Linked DNA regions of Sus scrofa: region 1 is linked to region 2. The links are chromatin contacts, called in public Hi-C maps. All regions are on one chromosome and are shown on one strand. The core of a region is the stretch at or near the end of the contact, and the rest is flanking DNA. Distances in the headings are between cores, read along the strand shown. Region 1 holds the start of FLOT2 (flotillin-2). Region 2 holds the start of PIGS (phosphatidylinositol glycan anchor biosynthesis class S).

What was found. Hi-C and Micro-C count contacts between places; a contact is called where the count stands out from the background.
Region 1: a contact with region 2 is called in a Hi-C map of liver, with 1.8 times the contacts expected there. The contact joins the promoter of FLOT2 here to the promoter of PIGS in region 2. A contact is called at or near these places in 1 of 5 promoter capture datasets (fetal liver) and 1 of 47 Hi-C or Micro-C datasets (liver).

The regions. Positions count from the first base shown.
Region 1 is chr12:45,118,158-45,122,217 of Sscrofa11.1, reverse strand. FLOT2 (flotillin-2) reads left to right here and starts at 1,715. Exons shown (of 11, transcript XM_021067496.1): 1 at 1,715-1,913. The coding sequence starts at 1,865. It overlaps DHRS13 (dehydrogenase/reductase SDR family member 13), which reads left to right. Exons shown (of 5, transcript XM_021067495.1): 5 at 423-1,072. The coding sequence ends at 874.
Region 2 is chr12:44,819,031-44,822,494 of Sscrofa11.1, reverse strand. PIGS (phosphatidylinositol glycan anchor biosynthesis class S) reads left to right here and starts at 1,462. Exons shown (of 12, transcript NM_001244339.1): 1 at 1,462-1,509; 2 at 1,767-1,906; 3 at 1,992-2,103. The coding sequence starts at 1,476.

The DNA of each region.
Region 1 (4,060 bases), core at 466-2,965, 300 kb before region 2:
GAGTTATGTTGGGAGTTCCTATTGTGGCTTAGCAGTTAAGGAACTCAACTAGAATCCATGAGGATGCAGGTTCGATTCCTGGCCTTGCTCAGTGGGTTAGGGATCCTGCGTTGCCATGAGTTGTGGTGTAGGTTGCAGTTGAGGCGTGGATCTGGCAGTTGCTGTGGCTCCAATTTGACCCCTAGTCTGGGAACTTCCTTATGCCACAGGTGTGGCCCTAAAAAGACAAAAAAAAAAAAAAAAAAAAAAGAAAAAGAAATGAGTTAGCTTGGCTTGTGGGGCCCTGAATGCCTGGTAAATCTTACCCTGGTTCCCCTGGAATTGGACTCTGTTCCCTCCTCCCTTCTAACCCTGTTCTTGCTGCTTTTACCATGAGCCCTTACCCACTCTTCTCCCTCTCCTTCCTTTCTTCCTGTTCCCAGGTCCCGTCAACTCAGAGTTGTTCCTACGCCACGTTCCCAGATGGCTACGCCCACTTTTGTGCCCACTGGCTTGGCTGGTGCTGCGGGCACCACGAGGGGGTGCCCAGACACCTCTGTACTGCGCTCTGCAGGAGGGCATTGAGCCCCTCAGTGGGAGATACTTTGCCAACTGCCATGTGGAAGAGGTGCCCCCAGCCGCCAGAGACGACCGGGCAGCCCATCGGCTGTGGGAGGCCAGCAAAAGGCTGGCAGGGCTTGAGCCAGGGGAAGATGCTGAATCTGATGAAGAGCCCCAGCCTGTGGACCCAGGAGTCCCATCTTCTCTGAGCAGCCCCCACCCTGAGGAGCCCGCAGCTTCTGAACCCTACACCAGCCCTCAGAGTTCACCAGACTTGTCCAAGGTCACACGCCGAATTCCAGTTAAAGCTGAACCAGAGCCCCAAGCCTCCTAACCTCCGGGCTGGGAAGCTTTCTAAGGCTCTGGGTGATCCTTGAAAGCCTTAGCCATGTACCAGGCTATGGTCATGCACTGGACACTGAGGTGGTTGAGATTTTTACCTCCATGGTCACTTTGTGGGGGCTTCAAGGTATATGTCCTGGAGAGCTCTTTTCCTGGTTGAAGGAAATAAAGGGTGATGATTTCTTCCTGAGAGTGACAGTAAGCCCGGGGGGCGGGGAGGGGGGGCGGTTGTGCCAGATGCTGCTCCTCAGGAATTTGAATTTCTTATCTCCAGGCTCTACCCTGAGGAACACTCAGCCCTGGATGATGGAGGCCTGGGCATTTTTAATCTGATGCACCATCAGTATGGAGAATTGTTCAGTTGTGCCCTTTGCGATCACCTAGTTACATTATTCCCACTTTCCAGAGGCGGGACTAGGCAGCCAGAGAGGGAACTCGTTCCGGATCTCCGCTAGAAAGAGCAGGGACTGAGATCGGAGCCCAGGCCCAGGCGGGCTGACTCCAGGGCCCACCCCTGTAAGGTGGGTGCTGGGAGGCGAGGCGGGGCGTGGCAGTTGTTATCCAGGCTCCCCAAGGAACGCCTTCAGGACTGCTTGAGGGCCGAGCCCCCACGATGCCAGCTCTGTGTAATACAACCACTTGAAGAGCTCCCTGATGGCACAGCAGGTTAAGGATCCTGCGTTGTCACTGCTGCGACCCGGGTTCGATCTCTGGCCTGGGAACTTCCACAGGCCGGGCAGGCTGGGCCAAATACTTTGAAAATTAAAATCGAGCGTGTTGACAGCCTGGCTCGGGCCGCCTCCCTCCACACGCCGGCCCCGCCCTCCGCCGCCACACTTCCGGCGAGGCTGCGGCCGCGGAGGGGCGCCGGCGGGCGGCCGCTGGGGGTGGCGGGATAGGCTGGGCGCGGCCGGCGGTGCGGGCCCGCTGCTGCTGTCCAGGTCTCGGCGGCCCCCCGAGGGCCCTCCGTCCCTCCGGCGCCATGGGCAATTGCCACACGGTGGGGCCCAACGAGGCGCTGGTGGTTTCAGGTGAGGGGGCGGCGGGGGAGGGGGGCCGGAGACGTTTGGGGCGGGGGGCCGTGCCCGGGAGGGCGGGGACCGGGCTGGGCAGCGGACGGGGAGGGGCTCCGCGGGTGGGGGGCAGCGCGGGAGGTGGGGCCTGAGTCCGCGGCTTCCCGGGCCGCACCTGAGACCCTTTCAGGAGGGACCCCTGTGCTCCACCTTCCTGCCCCGCGTTCTCGGGCACTCGCCGGGCTCTCCCCCCGCCTTCCCCCGCTGCGTGTTTGCCGGTGTTTATTCCCTCCTTCCTTCGTCTCCTCCCCTAGCAGGGTCGCCCCTGTGGCCTAGGGGGTCCTGAACTGAAGCCTTGGGGTTCCGGGAACACAGTTTGGCTGGATGCCAGCGCCCGGGACTAGGGTGGGTCACGCAGCCTTGGAAGGCAGGTGCCCATCTGGGCACAGACCCGTTAATTCCCAGCAGGCTGGGGCGTGCTGGTTTATTGGCACTGCCCGCCTGGGAAACGCGGGTGCGGCCTCTACAGGTTGCGAAACCGGGCTCTGGGCTGTGTCGCTCAGGTTGCAAAATGCTGCAGGCTCCAGAATTTCTGTGAGCTTAGGTGGGGCCGGGGGACTGCAGTATTGGGGAGATGAGAGGGATCTTGTCCTAAGGCTGCTGTGTATGTTGTATATTTGGGAATTTGAGGAAGAGGCTGGAGCCTTTCAAGCCATCAATTTGTGCAGCCCAAGCTCACAGGTGCTGGGGAGAGGGCCTGTTTCCTGACAGCTTGGAGGCCTGTAGCTGCAGGAATCCCTCCTGTCTTTACTTCCCACTGTCAGTGTGGATTCTCCGCCTGTGCACAGAGTCGTTAGGGCTGGCTCTAGAATTGAGCAGAAGAGGGTGTGCTGGGCCAGGGCAGGAAGCTGTCCACCTTTGAGAGGTGTGATGAATCCATTGGAAACTTTCACCCCAGAACATGGCCTCTGGCTCAGTGTGGATCTCAAAATTGATTTCCCTGGGACAGGAAATCCCCACTCTCCCTCACTAAGACCTTACCCCTGTGGGGGAATTTAAGATTCTTTACCTCCCTGAAAACCAGAGCTAGCCGTAAGGTCACTAGGGAGACCCCCAGAGAGCACTGAGGCCAAACCTACACCTCTGTAAGACCTGGGCCAGGGGTTCCCGCCTGCCTTGGTGCAATGGGTCAAGAATGCCACCCAAGTCGCTGTGGAGGCACAGGTTAGAGCCCCATCCAGGCACAGTGGGTTTAAGGATCCAGCATTGCTGCAGCTGTGGCATAGGTCGCAGCTGTGACTTGGATTCAATCCCTGGCCAGAGAACTTCCATATGCCTTGGGTACAGCCATAAAAACAAAAACAAAAGACCTGGGCCAGTCTCCCAGCCCCCACCCCTAGAGAAGCTTGTAGAAACCCCAATCTGAGCCACACTGCACTTGGTTTTGCTTGTGGAGTTTCTTTCTAGAAGCCCAGACTCTGGGCCAAGGAGACAAAATCTCCGCTCTCGTCCTTGTAGAGACCCTTGAGACTGGAGGCAGGAGGAAACCCTGCACTGTGCCTTCCAGTTGCCAGGAACCTGGTCCCCTGGCCAGTGGCCAAAGCAGGGCTGGCTTAGAAGCTGTTTTAATGGTGTGGAGAGGAGGCGTGCTGAGAATTAAGAGTGCTGGAGTCAAGGGAGGGTGGAAGAGAAGAGAGAGAGATAATGCCCGGCATAATAGAACCTTGGGATTTGACATAATCATGCTAAGATGCAGCTCCCTTGTACTCGTGGCCTCCCTGCCCTGCCCCCACCTGGTTACCTGAGCCTGCCTCTAAGTCCAGGGGTATCTCACACAGCCCACTTTCAGAAGGAGGATGCTGATACAGTTCACCATTATCTTTTTCACTTGAAAAGTCTGGAGGTTTGGGAGTTCCCATCGTGGTGCAGTGGTTAACGAATCCAACTAGGAACCATGAGGTTGTGGGTTCGATCCCTGACCTCACTCAGTGGGTTAAGGGTCTGGCGTTGCCGTGAGCTGTGGTGTAGGTCACAGGCGCAGTTTGGATCCCGTGTTGCTCTGGCTCTGGTGTAGGCCGGTGGCTACCCCTAGCCTGGGAACCTCCATATGCCAAGCGCACAGCCCAAGAAATGGCAAAAAGGCAAAAAAAAAAAAAAAAGGTTCT
Region 2 (3,464 bases), core at 213-2,712:
TTTCTACCCCTACTTTTATTTCTCCTTTTTTTTTTTTTTTTTTTTGTATTTTCTTGGGCCGCACCCGTGGCATATGGAGGTTCCCAGGCTAGGGGTCTAATCCGAGCTGTAGCCACAGACCTACGCCAGAGCCATAGCAATGCGGGAATGCGGGATCCAAGCCACATCTGCGACCTACACCACAGCTCAGGGCAATGCCAGAACCTTAACCCACTGAGCGAGGCCAGGGATCGAACCCGCAACCTCATGGTTCTTAGTCGGATTTGTTAACCACTGAGCCACAACAGGAACTCCTTCTTTTTTTTTTTTTTTTTTTTTTTCTCTTTTGGCCATCTGGCTGCACATAGAGTTCCCAGGCCAGGGATCAGATCTGAGCTGTGCAGTTTCGCCACAGGCAGCAGCTGCAGCAATGCCAGATCCTTTAACCCACTGTGCCTGGCTAGGGATGGAATCCTCATCCTGGTGCTGCAGAGATGCCCCGGATCCTGTTGGTCCACAGTGGGAACTCCTACTACCTCTCTTGTAATATGGGGAAACGGGCACAGAGAGGTTAACTTCTCAAGTTCACCCAGGTAAAGTAAATCTAGGATTTGAACCCAAGTGATCAGTACTGAGTCTGTGCTCATGAATTTTCAAAGGTTTTAAGTGAAGTATTCAGACTTTAACAAGTTGGAAATGAATTCAAATGAATTTTAAAATGTTGAATGAGCCAAATGTGCTAAAAAGTTGCTAGAGGAGCTCCATGATAGGGATTATAATGATCGTGATAGGTGACTTTTGAGTGCTTTCTTGTGCCAGGCACTTTACATGAATGATCACATTTTAGTATCTCCATTTTTCTTTTTTTTTCTTTTTAGGGCTATCCTCGCCCCATATGGAAGTTCCCAGGCTAGGGGTCAAATCCCAGCTGTAGCCGCCGGCCTGCACTACAGCCACAACGTCAGATCCCAGCCGCATCTGTGATCTACACCACAGCTCACGGCAACGCGGGGTCTTTAACCCACTGACAGAGGCCAGGGATTGAATTTGAGTCCTCAAGGATGCTAGTCAGGTTCGTTTCCGCTGAGCCACGGGAGGGGTATTTCCTCACTTTCCAAAAGGGAAAACCCAGGCTTAGAGCTTCCCGTGGTTGCCCAGCTATTATTTAACGACTGCAGCGTTTACGCTTTTAATCCCTGGGGCTAGGAGTGAGTTCCACAAGGAAAAGGGGTACAAATCAAGCGTCTTCCAGCAACGCTGAAACCTTTACAATTCCTCGGCCACCCCTAGGCGCGGGAGCAACCTTTCAAACTCTGCAAAAGGCTCTGCGTAGGCCCCGCCTACCCCTCGCTGGGTTTTCTCCCGCTTGCGCGTAAGGAGTGCCGCTCGTGATTGGCCGCGATCCTGCCGTGGGCACGCCTCCTCCTCTCGGGTTCCCGACTGGGGGAGGCCTACACAGCACCGCCCCTCGGCTGCCGGAGCAATCGGAAGGAGGCATGGCGGCCGCCGGGGCTGCGGCTACGGACTTAGGTGCGGTAGCGTTCGGGTGGGGGGCTGTGGCTCGCGGATGCGGGGGTGGGGAATGTGGTGTGCCAGAGATCCCTCGGACTGGGGGTCGGGGTTCGCCTCAGACAGGATCTCATCAGCTACGGGCCCCGGCCCCTCGCACAGGAATCCCTGGGAAAGCAGGTGGAGAGGCTCGGAGTACCTGGGGCTCCTCCGCGTCGGGTGTGGGCCGGCACCTGAGCCCACTTCTGGCGCCTCAGTGGATCTCCTCGTACTCCCAGAGGTGGTCCGCGGCAAGCGCGCCGCACTCTTCTTCGCTGCGGTGGCCATCGTGCTGGGGCTGCCGCTCTGGTGGAAGACCACGGAGACCTATCGGGCCTCGTTGCCTTACTCTGAGATCAGTGGGCTGAATTCCTTGCAGGTAAAACCTCGGTGGTGGTGGGTCAGGCGACAGCCCACCGGCAAGGTAGAGACTCAGCTGATGACCTTGCTGCTTCTTCTTGCAGCTCCGGCTCATGGTGCCCGTCACTGTCGTGTTTACCCAGGAGTCAGTGCCATTGGACGACCAGGAGAAGCTGCCCTTCACCGTTGTGCATGAAAGAGAGATCCCTCTGAAGTGTGAGTTCCCAGGGAGGGGACTGCGGAGTCAGGGTAGCTTTTCTGGTGTGAGCTCAGGCCACAGATAAGTTGGATAGGAGGAGAGTATGTATCCCGTAAAGGTAATTAAAAACTTACTGAGGAGTTCCCATTGTGGCTCACCTGAAACGAATCTAACTAGTATCTATGAAGGTGAGTGTAAGATCCCTGGCCTCACTTAGTGGGTTAAGGATCCGGCATTGTCATGAGCTGTGGTGTAGGTCACAGATCCGGCTTGGATCCCACGTTGCTGTGGCTGTGTCATAGGCTCCAGCTGCAGCTTCAAGTAGACCCCTAGCTTGGGAACCCCTATATGCTGTGGGTGCGGCCCCCCCAAAAAAGCAAAAAACCCCAACTCGTTGAAACTTATTGAAATGCCTCTCTGAATGAACAGTATTTGGGGTTAGAAGAAAAGCATCTTTGAATTGTGTTCATCATTAACTTCTATTTATAAAATAGCTATGCTACCTGATCAGAAGCAGTTGATGCTTATTTGGGGATAGGGGAGGAAGTGAGATATAGTGGAATGATCTCAGAGTTTGGAATCAGTTTGGACTGTTATACAGGATTTATTCATTTTAACATTGAACACTTTCTGAGTGTTATGTACTTTTCTTAGGTATCGGGGATTTGGGGATGAATAAGAAATTGATGTTGGTTTCAAGAAGTTCATAGGTAGGGGAGAGAGACACTTAAATCACAGCAGAAGTATGTAAGTATATAGGAAACAGATTGTACTTAAAAAAGAGGCTATAACTATCTGGGAGGAAAGAAAGGAAGGGCAAGTTTCAAGGACTGTAATTTTTAAGCTCAATTTTTAAAGGATGTGTAGGAAGTCAGGTTAAATGAAGATGGGGAGGGAGGGAATTAGTATTAGCCAGGAATAGTGATAGCTAATGTCAGTTGTTCATTATATACCAGAAACTAGGTGAAGCGCTTTACATGTGTTGCCTCTTTAATCCTAGTGTTATGATCCCCGTCTTAAGTCTCTTTTGTCTCCTTTATTATATATCACTTTCCCTTCCCCCACCCTTCTTTTCATTGATTTTTTTTTTTTTGAGAAACCAGTCATTTGTTTCATAGAACATCTCATATTCTGGATTTGGCATATTGCTTCCTCCTGGTTTCATTTAATTTATTCCTCTATTATCCATATTTCTTACAAACTAGTAGTTAGATTGAGAGTTTGATCAAAATTAGGTTCTATTTTTTAGGCAAGCATACTTATAGTTGGTGTAGTATAGTTTCTATCGTGTTATCAGGTAATGGCTGGTTGTTTCACTTTGGGTGATATGAAAATGATTTAGGAGTTCCCATTGTGGCTCAGCATGTTAAGGACCTAT